Linked DNA regions of Canis lupus: region 1 is linked to region 2. A link is a contact called in public Hi-C data. All regions are on one chromosome and are shown on one strand. Each heading gives the region's core, a stretch centred on a gene start, on an enhancer-like site or on the middle of the called end of the contact. The rest is flanking DNA. Distances are from core to core; before and after follow the strand shown.

Region 1 (6,218 bases), core at 3,487-5,986, 250 kb before region 2:
TGTCAATTATCTATCTTTTCAGAAGATAGGAGCAAAGGGTAAACATCCTAACTCATTCTGTAAGTCCAGCATTACCGTAATAGCAAAATCAGACAAAGAAATTACAAAAGAAAACTACAGACTAATATCTTTCATGATTATAGATGCAAAACTCCTCAACAAAATATTAGCAAAATGAATCCAATAATGTATAAAAACAATTATACACACAACTAATTATATATGCAATCATTTATCCCAGGTATGCAAGGCTGCTTCAACATTTGGAAATCACTTAATGTAATCCATCACATTAATAGGCTAAAGAAGAAAAATTGCATATTCACTTCAATAGGTACAGAAAAAGCATCTGACAAGATTCAACACCCATTTATGATTAAAAACTTTTGACAAGAGGGGAACTTCTTAACTTGATAAAGAACATTGTAAAAAAAAAAAAAACCCAACAGCTAACATCATACTTAATGGCAACAAACTGGAAATTTGCCTACTAAAATCAAGAACAAGGCAAGGATATCTTATAACTATGTTTCAGTGTCACACTGAAACTAAACATAGGACTTTATAGGAAGTCCTATAAAATTCAATAAAGGTATGGAAAGGAAATAAAAGGAATACGTATTGGGAAGGAAGAAATAAAATTGTTCATAGATGACATGAGAGTCTCTGTAGAAAATCTGAAAGAATCAACAACAAAACTCTTGGAACTAATATAAGTAGTTATAGCAAAGTTGCAAGATACAAGGTTAATATACAAAGGTCAGATGCTTTCCTATACACCAGCAATGAGTAAGTAGAATTTGTAATTAAAAATACAATACCATTTACTGTACCACCAAAAAAATTAAATACTAGAGAATAATCTAACAAAATATATCAAATATATGAGGAAAACAAGAATATGATGAAAGAAATCAAAGAAGATCTCAAAAATGGAGAGATATTCCATGTTCATGGATAGAAAAGACTCAATATTGTAAATGTGTCAATTTTTCCCAAGATGCCAGATTTTCTATTGATCTATAGGACCAATGTAATTTCAATAAAAATCCTAGCAAGTTATTTTATGGATATCAACTAATTAATGCTTAAGTTTGTATAGAGAGGCAAAAGATCCAGAATAGTCAATACAATATTGAAAAAGAAGAACAAAGTTGGAAGACTGACACTATCTGACTTCAAGACTTATTATAAATCTTCAATAATCAAGACAATGTGTTATTGGAGAAAGAATAGACCAAGAGAACAAAATAGAGAACCCAGAAATAAGCCTAAATATAGTCAATCAATCTTTGATAAAGAGCAAAGACAATTCAATGGACAGAAGAGAGTCTTTTCAACAAATGATGCTGGAACAATTGAATGTCCACATGCAAAATAATCTAGATGCAGACCTTCCATACTTTACAAAGATTAACTCAAAATGGATCACAGACCTAAATGTAAAATGTAAAACTATAAAATTCCTGGAAGATAACATAAGAGAAAATCTAGATGACCTTGTGTTTGGTGGTGGTGTTTTAGATTCAACAGCAAAGGCATGAACCATGGAAGAAATAATTGATAAGCTGGACTTTATCAATATTAAAAAAAATTCTGCTCTGCAGAAGATACTCTCGAAAGGATGCAAAGATTAGCCACAGACTGGGAGAAAGTATTTGCAAAAGATATGTTTTTTTATAAGGGACTATTACCCCAAATATACAAGAATTCTTAAAACTCAACAATAAGAAAACCTATTTTTAAAAATGAGCCAAAGACCTTAATAGACACTTAACTAAAGAGGATATATAGATGGCAAATAAGCAAATGAGATGTTCCACATCATATGTCATCATGGAGATGAAAATTAAACAACAATGAGATACTACTCTGTACCTATTAAAATGGCCAAATTCAAGAGACTTGGCAATGCCAAATGTTGGCAAGGATATGGAGTAATAGGAATTCTCATTCATTGCGTGAATGAGAATGCATAATGCATAATGGTACACTTTGGAACAGAGTCTGGCAGTTTCTTATAAAACTGAACATACTCTTATCATATGATACAGGAATTGGACTCCTTTGTTTTTCTGTAAAGGAGTCGGGAATTTATGTCCACACAAAAACCTGCACACAAATGTTTTTAGCAGCCACATTCATAATTCCCAAAATGTGGAGGCAACTACAATGTTCTTTAGTAGGCGAGTGGATAAACTGTGGAACACCCAGACAATGGAATCTTATTCAGTGCTAAAAAAAAGATGATCTAGCAGGCCATGAAAAGACATGGAGGACACATAAATGCATTTTACTATGTGAAAGATTGGTTCTTTCACATAATAAAATGCAACTTATGATATGATTCCAACCACATGACATTCTGGAAAAACAAAACTATGGAGACAATAAAAAGATCGGTGGTTGCTAAGGATTAGGGGAGTGGGAAGGATAAACAGGTGAAGAACAGAGGATTTTACAGCAGTGTGACCTATTCTGTGTGATAGTCTGATGGTGGAGACATTACACATTTGTCTAAATCCATAGAATGTACAACACCAAGAGTGAGCTCTAATGCAGACTATGAACTCTGAATGATAATGTTAAGTTTGGATTTAGTCTACTATTTCATTATTTGTTTTCTGCTTATTTCCTTTGTTTTTGTTGTTGTTGTTTTTCCTTTCTGCCTTTTTTGGATTTTTTTTTTTTTTAGTATTCCATTTATATTTCTTTATTGCAGTTTTGACCTTATCTTTGTATATTTTTGGTTATTATGGGGAATAGACATAACTAATTTTTCACTGTTCAGTGGGAATCAGTAATTTACCGTGTAGAGTACAGATACATTACTACTGTAGTGGCCCCTTTATATTCTCTTCTTTTTGTTGCAGTTATGCTATATATTACATCTACACATGGAAAACCTCATAAAAATGTCCTATTTGTGTTTTCACTGTCAAGCATGTTTCCCAGAACTCAATAGGAGAATAATAGTCTATTATATTAAGCACCTTTCAATATCATATTCTCCCATAAGGGATTTTCTCACATCACTCCAGCCCCCTGTTTCTTCCTGCAGCCTCTCTCCTGGCTTCACTTACCCAAAAGCTTGGATTCCTTATTGCCATGAGACAGACACTTCTCCTGGACCTTTTTTTTTTTTTTTTTTTTTTACTAAACTATCAGGATCTCTGGCTCGGAGTTATTAAAGTGTTGATTTCTGCTTGTGAATTACCCATAGCTGTGTGAAGGTTTTTTTTCCCCCTCTGGAGGCAGAAATAATTAAATTGAACAAAAATGTTCACAATTGACTCCATGTAGGTGTCTACATTGTGTTGTCCTTAGATTATGCTTGCACCTGAAAATCATCTTGGTCTTTGGAAAGGAGAAAATGAGAAACTAATATTAGAGTAACTTCCTCTCATATATATACATACCTCTATTGATATTGATAGTACCCTGTACAGGTCTGATATGTTATAGACTTTACTGTCTCAGAAGCATTTCTGTTTACACACACACACACACACACACATACATACATACACACACACGCATACATGCACATACATGTCCATTTCATTACTGAACAATACAGATAAAAGCATGTTTTCTTCTGGCTTTTTAGCCAGTAGAATGTATGCTCATCATGTGAGCACTAATTTAGGTGACCAAACAATTTATCATGGGAACCAGGATATTTTTGAAAGTGAAAGAGAATGCTATTACTAATACCAAAACCACTGGATCTTATGACGTGCATCATAAACATCACTGCAGCTGGGGATAAGTGACCAACAGTGATTTGAATCACAGTGAGGAGAAACCTGTGGCAGTAGTCTTAATCTCAAAGGATTCCAAGAGTGTAAGGGCAATCCCCAGAGGTGAAATAATTCAGCCATTCAGAACCCTGTCTCTGAGTTAAAAGAGGTTTCCCTGAGCACAGTCTCATCTTATTCACAACCACTCTGCAAGGAAGGTATTATTATTCGCATATCAGAGATAAAGAAATGGAGGCTTGGAGAGGGAATATAAAATGTCCAAGATCTCCACAGTCAGAACTTCATAGAGCTGACACTAGGACTTCTCCTCCCCTGATTCCAGACACCAACTTGGAAGCCATAAAAAGTTGTGAACTGCATGAAAACATCAGTGGCTATGGATCCAGGCTCAAATTCCAGCTCATGGTGCTATACCAGCTGTGCAACCTTAGCTGACCTGTGTGATTATGGTGGTATTGTGAGAATAGTAGCTTCTCACATGCAGGGCTAGCCATGTGCCTCTGAGCTGTTACCACATTCACACCTCACACTAACCCTATCACATTTTGCAAATGAAGGAAATAGTCTGAAAGAGCCTGGAAAAGTGCCCGCTTCATGGGATATACTCAATAAATATAGTTTCCCCTTTACTTCAGGTCAGAGCATAGTGCAGGTCCTGAACCATTTTGGGTTTTATAATATTGCTCTGGAAGATTTTAAAAGGTGGTCCCTTCTCCTAATGAATATGTCTCCTTCCTCTTTTTTTCTAAAGACTGAAAGATTGCTTATTATATGGTTGTTGTTGTTGTTGTTGTTATTATTATTATTATTATTGCCAGAATCCCTCCCACTTTCTTGAAACCATTTTGTCTCATGCCCTGGTTGTGGCCATGCATGAGAAACAGCAGGTGGTGCCAGATGACAGATGGTGTGGGAGCCCGTTCCCCGGTGGGAGGGGGTGCGAGCGAGGGAGCAGGCAGGCAGCTGCCAGGAGCTCTTCCTCTCGCTCGCGCCTCGCTCTCAGAAACTCCCAATCCAGACACAGGCAAGGCGCTGTCCTTTCAGCACCACAAGCTCGGGCTGAGGAGGGAGGACTCCTGGTCGTCCTCCTCCTCTTCAAATTGGCTTGAATCTGCTTTGACCCCCCAAGAGTGCAGCACAGTAAGTAGGCATTTGTTTTTGCTATAATCACTCCTTAATATCCTCCGACCCTTTACCATCCCTTTCACCTCCACAACAATCCTATTTTGCCTAATAATGTTCCATCAGCAGGATTGACAAGAGAAATTCAGTTGTATGGGCTTCATAAGGGTGGGGTGGGAGCACCGTTTGACTTCCAAAGGAGCTTGAGAGAAATAAATGTGATTTGTTTATTTAGTTGGCAATCTTGCAATATGGGGGCTGCTAACTTTCCATGGAAGAAAAAAAAAAAAAAGGCCCTTCACTATTGAGGAAATGGAGGCATTCCATGGCTGAATAACAGAATCAGGTTCAAGACAACCTTTTTGTTTTGTTTTGTTTTATGAAATTGTCTCTCCTGTACCACTTACATTTCATGTGAAAGGGTACAGTACACATAGAGACATTTAATGTATTTATTGTGTTTTAGGGAGATGGCTGAAGAAAAGCTAGCATAATAAAATAGCAAGGGGGTAAGGTGTGGTGGTAAGGTGAAATTTATCGTACAGCAGGGTGACCCAGAATAATAGGATTTAATTTTTCAGTAAGAATTAGCTTTTCACTGAGGTTATATAACTGTATTAGCTCTAATGTCTTTTTTTTTTTTTTTTTGAAAGCTTGTATATTGTTTGTGTAAGTCTGGGATTTTCCTTGAGTTTCCTGAATTTGAGGGCTATTGAACCCCATGGGAAGGTGGCATATTTTGATGATGAAAGAAGTTTCACTGGATAATGAGTTTCATGTCAAGAAATCTAGCAGAGGATAGATAGATGACTGATCTCTACACTGAAAGCCGAGTGGACCCGTTGAGAACGCTGCTGTTTTCTCTGTCATCAGCCTTCTCTTTCCCTGCCTCACCTCCCACTGTAACTAGAACTCCACTGCTTGTCTTAGGTCTGGGAAGAAAGGCATAAGGATGGTGAAGCTGAACAGTAACCCCAGTGAGAAGGGAACCAAGCCGCCTTCGGTTGAGGATGGCTTCCAGACCGTCCCTCTCATCACTCCTTTGGAGGTTAACCACTTACAGCTGCCTGCTCCGGAAAAGGTAAAGCAGTTGCTCTTTTCCCCATCAGACCCTCATGCTCCCCACCTCCCATCTCAGGAAATAAAGCAGCAAAAATTCCACCTCCCCAAATCCTCTCATACCCTCAGCCAAATATGTCTCCTTTCCTGTAAAATGTAGTCATTCCTTTCAGAGACATGACATCTCTTGTGTTATTTCAGGTTTATGGTAAGTGTTTACTCAATTTTTGTTCACATATACATACATGGGCAAGACAATTCACCTTTCTTTGT
Region 2 (6,253 bases), core at 731-3,230:
TGTGACTTCCAGTGCGACAGCAGGGGAAGACTGAAGTCCCTGTTCAACAGTTAGAGAGCAAATTCTGCCTTCCTCTACCTATTTGTTCTAGTCAGGCCTTCAACTGATTGGATCAAGCCCATATGTGTTAGAAAGGGCAATTTCCTTTACTAGGCCTACCAATTCAAATGCTAATCTTATCTGAAAGCACCCTGATAGACACACCTAGAAATAACATTTAACCAAATATTTGGGCTCTCCATGTTCAGGTAAAATTGACACATTCCATCAACCATCACAGAGATGGTAGCTACAGTGCGCCTGTTCCTGTTTGGTTAACATCAGTCTTCCCCGGGAACAAACCACCCTAAACGTGTCCTCGGCTCTGCAAGGCTAGTGATGTGGCTGGTTTGCTCCATCATGTAAATCCAGAACTTACAGGTACCTGGCACATAGTAGGTGCTTGACACGTATTGGACTGGAAGGATCAATGGGTGACTGCTTGGCATGGTGCATTGTGCCAAGAGGGCACTCACCCAAATGTCAGTCCCTTCAGGAGGTATTAGTAAATTCTATTTAAGTAAATGAATGAATGAATGATCTAGTGAATGGCTGGAACCAATCTATTGTACAAATTTGTGGGAGAAGACAAAATCAGAAATGTAATTACAAAGCAATGAGCAAATGTCAGAAGAATTTAAGCAAATAACTGTAGCAGTTCCCCAGCTGTCCCTCTCATTGTTCTGAAAATAAAAGAATTTCTGCTAATGGGGATGGGGGAAAAATGAAAAAGCCACATGAATGAAAAGAAGTGACCCCAAGAGCTGGCATCCCAGGAGGACAAGCTGGAGCCATCAGTGACTTCATGACAGGCTGTCATCACCGTCACCATGAAAGCCAGCAGAACTCCCCTCGAGCCATCCCAGCCCCACGGAGCCAAAAATGTACCAACGTCATGTCTGCAGTTGACCTCGGTTCCCAGTGCCCTTCCTCACATTCTTGGGGAGGCACTTGTGAAACTCAACCCAGATGCTGCACAAGGACAGGCGAGTGAGCGCTTTGGGAAGTGAGCGCTCATCCACATACCTTCCCCAGCTTCCCAGCTGCAGACTGGCAGGCGCCTCTGCGGGGCCCACGCCCACCCCAGAAACCACCCCTGGGCCAGGCTTGAACCCCTACACCAGTGTGTTGGAATTGGAAGCGGCTCCAGGAGCCTTTGGTCTGCTCCTTTTGTGCAGAGAGGGAAAATGCATGCCCAGGGTCACACAGCACGTTAAGTCAGCAGCATCTGCCAGGTCATAGTGAAGCCTGAAGCAAAAGGAAGGATCGGTAAAACTGATTTTGTTTTTATTTCAAAATTTGGTATTTTGTTTATCACGGATTTTTGCATTAACTCTGATATTGGAAAATACTGAATTAAAATATTATTAATCTTGATCACTGAGTTTTTTTAATGCCCCCTTAAATTCTGCTCCAGAGGTGGGTGTCTCCCCCGCCAGTGCCAGCCCTGGGAGTCAACCCACATTTCTTGGTTGGGAAGCCCACCACCTCTTTTCAGACAGGCAGCACACACTTCCGGGGCAGAACTGGCTTTGTGGGTAGGCCCATCTGGATCCTAATTCCACCTCTAGCAGGTCACTGAACTTCTGTGAATTTCAACTTTGTCTTCTAAAAATTTGGCCATCCCTCATTCGTCTAAGTGACCTTATTCAGGCTTCCATCATGTGCCTGGCACAGAGCCTGGCCCTGAGTATGTCGAGCTATTGGCCAAATATACTGGGGCTAAATACACTAATTGCCCGGGGCAGAGCCTAAGGATAGGGCCCCGAGTCATTATTACCCTCTCCTCTTTTCCCTTCTGAAATGAGGCAATAGGCACTTGGTGCTTAACATCCCCCAAACCAGCCTGCATGCTCCCAGCAGATTTGGCAAGAGGCTCTGGCCCAGCGTGGGCTGTCCCTGTTCTGCACGGGATGCTCCAGAAATCTGACCTTCTGCCTCTTGCACCCTCCCCTCCCTGCCAGCCGCATTCCCCGACTCTCGAGCAGGAGATAAGGCTGCTGTCTCCTGCTTCTTTCTCTCCTGTCTGGCCTGCCTGAGTCAGTGTGTATGATCTTAGTTTTCTATATTTATAGCAACAGGGGTGGGGTGGGGGACGTGAGCAGGGGGTCGGGTGGCTGGCCCGGAGCTCCTGGGCCGGTGGAAGCCGCTGGCCACAGGGGGTATTTAACTCTGGGCCCGCTGGTTGTAATTCTGGGGCTAGTAGAGCTGGTTGGGACCAGGTCCCTCTGGCTTCGATGACAGGCCTTCGGCAGGCACTATGATTGCAGAGCTGAAACCATTCATTTTCTCCCTGGCAAGCTATAGTTAAAGAGGTGCTAGCGGGCAGCCTGCTTGTCTGCAGGGAGGCTGATCAAAGGGCTCAAGGCATCTGTTTTGTCTCTGTTTTCTTTCCCCCACCCCCCTTTGAAAAAAAAAAATAGTTAAAAAGTAATTGATGAAAATGAATACCTGTCCTTCTCCCGAGGCTAAAAGGCAGCCACATATTAGAGATATTAAATATGCATCGGGTGTTTTTTACACTTCGGTCAGTTTTATAATGAGAAAATTGGACCTAGAGAATGCTCCCAATGTGTCTACTCCCATTAAAACCTCTCTGCAGGGTTTTTATAATATTGCACCCGACTTTTTTTACACCGTAAGGATTTCTTGAAGAAGATTAAATTCTCCCACTTCCAGCCTATGATTGGTGATAGTGTCCTGGTGGGCCCCTACCCCTCAGACCTCTGCAACCCACCTCTCCCCCTGTCCTGGAGTCCAGCACAGAGGCTGCCCTGCGAGAGCTTGTCCAGGACTCCAGCCTCTCCCCGCTCCCAGAGCCCCGAAGCTATGGAACTTGCTCTTCACTCGACTGCTCGAGAAAAATTTTCAGCTTAAAAATGCACACACTTAACTCTTGCATACTTCTCACTTGGTTTTGTAAGAAGATAAAGGGGTTTAGGCATGAGGATAAAATATCTTGAGCACAGGTGAAGAAGAAACTGCTTGGGACTCTCAGGAGGTGGGATACTTTTAAGGAGACCTTAAGAGAATAATTTATTAAAAACAACAAACAAACAAAACACCCAAAGGGGCATCTGGGAGGCTCAGTCATTTAAGTGTCTGTCTTTGACTCAGGTCATGATCCCAGAGTCTTGGGATTAAGCCCTGCATCGGGTTCCCTGCTCAGCAGGAGTCAGCTTCTCCCTCTCCCTCTGCCTGCCGCTCCCCTTGTTGTGCTCTCTCTATATATAAAATTAAAATAAAATAAAATAAAATAAAATAAAATAAGTCTTTTAAATAAAAAAAAAAAAACTAAACTAAAAACATATGTGACATCACTGAGCTGTGGGAAGTGAGGAGAGGCCTCATCAGCCATCCTCCATCCTGCACGCAGGCCTGTGGCCTTGCTTAGAACTTTAGTTCGATCGTTCATTCCCTCAGTCATGTGCACGTGAATGTTTCCCTATACCAGCCCAGGAGCTGGGAATACTCAGAAGTCCTGGTCTGCTGGCACCATGTGTGAAGGGCTCACTGTGCTGGCTTAAAAGCACCCTGTCCTATGTTCCTTTTATGTCCTTGCATGCCAAGATTTTACTACGCTACCTCTGTAGGCACTCAATATGGACCAGCTCTACCTTGGGGGATTTCTAGCCTGCCACGTATAAGGGTTAATTCTCCACCCTCCTTGCCACTCTTCCTCTTGCTCTCTGAGTCCCTTTGGAAAAAGTAAAATAAAACCATCTGTGCATGTATGGACAGAGAATATATAGTTTTCAGAGTATCTTCATAGCCCTTATTGCAATAGAATCTCCACCATGATCCTTTGAAATAGACATTGCTGTTTCCATTTCACAGATGGGGATAATCAGGACTCTCAGGTCACATGGCTAATAGGTTGTAGCACCCACATCTGGGTAACTCCAAAACAAGTTGCTATGTTACAACCAGACTCAAGAGAGTTTTTCAATGAAAGAACCCAGGCCTTGGCACCTGGCACCCTGGTTGGAAACTGACTCTAACGTTGGGCAGGTCACTTTCCTAACTTATCTCAGTGTCTCAGGGTTTGGAGGGGCCACAGTAATCTAGAGCCTGGCAAAGTGAAGGCTCCGGATAGACGTTATTGTCCTCCCTTTGATGAGGTTTGGCTCAAGGGGCAAAAGTCACCTATTTTGGGGTCTTCCAGCCATGCTTGGACCATACAGTTTTTCCTTCCCTCCCCTGGTCTGAATGTAGCCTTGGAAAATAAAACAAATTGCTCAAGCCTGTGGGCGTGGAGATGACCAGGCACTGGTCCCTTCTTGACTTCATGCCCACTCACTTTCAACAGGCCGAGATGCTTATTAGCATAATTCTGCTGCCTATTGGTATGGGCCATGTGAATATTCTTTCTGGTTCCCCAACACCCCAAGGAAAGGAGGTCTGTGCCACCCCCACTGTTTAGTAATTCCATTAGATGTGCCAGGATGTCGCTCCATGTGGAATGGTCCAGCCGATTGAAGTATTTTCTTCTAATGGGCTTTAATTTTCTTCCAGAATGAATGCCCTGGTGTGTCAGCTTTCCATTCCATAGACTCTGGACCTCTGCCCGAGGAAGCTCAGCTAGATGGAATGGAGACAATCTCCCCACTTTCCTGACATGCAACACACGGACTGGGATGGATTCAGGGGCTACCTTCTCATCCCCTCTCAGCATCTTGGTGGAGACTAATGGGTTGATTAGATTTTCAAGGACAATTCCTAGCCATGGGCTAGTCCAAACTGAGGGAAAAAATGAACATCTACTATGTATCAAGGATTGTACTAAACACTTTACAAATAATTTCTCCATAATGATATGCAATGTGCTTACCATGTGCCTGATCTTGAGGTAAATACTTTCCACACATTATTTCTCATTCGAGCTTCAGAAATACTCTTGAGATCTATACTACTATTATCCATATTTTTAATGTAAGGAGACATAGACTAGAATAATAACTTGCCCAGGATCACAGTTAACCAGCAGTAATACACCTGAGTTTGTGTGATTCAAAATCCTAGTATGTAAACCAGTTTTGGAATATCAACTAATGTGATCTTTATAATAACCCATGAGAATGAGGTTATAAATTCCATCCTATAAGTGAGAAGATTAAGGCACATAGGTGGTATAGAACTTGAGTGTGTCTCTGAAGTCATGTGCCTGCTAAGTGGGAAGGATAGGATTTAAATGTATGAAGTCTGAGTTAAAAGTGATACTCAAAAGACTAGGCTCTAAAGCCCCACCAGATTCTTGAAGCTTCAGTTCTCTCATGGCTAAATGCTCTTTCTTTGCCTGTTCTAAGTAGTGAGCTTCTATATATCACTCAAGACCCAGTTCAAATGTCCCTCATCAGGAAAGACTTCCCTAATTATTCCAAACATGTTTGTGCTTCCTTCTCTGTGTACTTAGATAACCAAGACTGTATACCCTATTGTCACTTTTATTTGTATCTGTCTCTTTCATTAAATAGTAGCTCCTTAATGGTGGGATTCAAATCTTATTTGTCTGCATATCCTTAAGCATAGCAAACAGAATAGACATCTAAATAATGATGAGGTATAGAGATTAGCTCATTTCTTTCAGCCACTTTGGGATCTTTGAATATATTACTTGATATACTATATCCATATAATCTATTTAGTACTTATATAGATCAATGATTTTCGATTGAGAGTACACATCGCAATCACATATGGAATTTTTAAAAGTTCAGATTCCAGGGCTAAAGTCAAAAACAGAAGAAACAACAAGTATTGATGGGGATATGGAGAAATAGAAACCCTCGTGTACTGTTGGTGGGAATGCAAACTTGTGCAGCCACTGTGGAAAACAGTATGGAGGTTCTCAAAAAATTCACAGTAGAGCTACTCTATGATCTAGCAGTTGCACTACTGGGTATTTGCCCAAGGAATACAAAAACACCAATTCAAAGGGATACATGCACCCCTATGCTTATTGCAGCACTCAGCCAAATTATGGAAATAAGGTAAGCTTCTATCAACAGATGAATGGATAAAGAAGATGTGGCATATATACATGATGGAATATTATCCAGCCATAAAAAAGAATGAAATCTTTCCATTAATAACACAGATGGATGTAGAGAGTATAATGGTAGTGTAGTAAGCCAGTCAGAGAAAGACAAATACCGTATGATCTCACTCATATGCGGAATTTAAGAAATAAAACGAATAAACAGAGGGGGGAGAA

What was found. Hi-C and Micro-C count contacts between places; a contact is called where the count stands out from the background.
Region 1: a Hi-C map of skin fibroblasts shows a contact between it and region 2, with 2.2 times the contacts expected there. The contact joins the promoter of NSG2 here to the enhancer-like site in region 2. A contact is called at or near these places in 2 of 9 Hi-C or Micro-C datasets (amygdala and skin fibroblasts).

The regions. Positions count from the first base shown.
Region 1 is chr4:39,435,616-39,441,833 of UU_Cfam_GSD_1.0, reverse strand. It overlaps NSG2 (neuronal vesicle trafficking-associated protein 2), which reads left to right and starts at 4,736. Exons shown (of 5, transcript XM_038533742.1): 1 at 4,736-4,904; 2 at 5,817-5,967. The coding sequence starts at 5,839.
Region 2 is chr4:39,179,213-39,185,465 of UU_Cfam_GSD_1.0, reverse strand. No RefSeq gene overlaps it. Among named protein-coding and RNA genes, the nearest start is that of NSG2, 250 kb to the left of the region's middle. Within about 2 kb of position 1,980, at least 2 of the 20 cell types and tissues checked have an H3K27ac peak or open chromatin away from gene starts, as enhancers often do.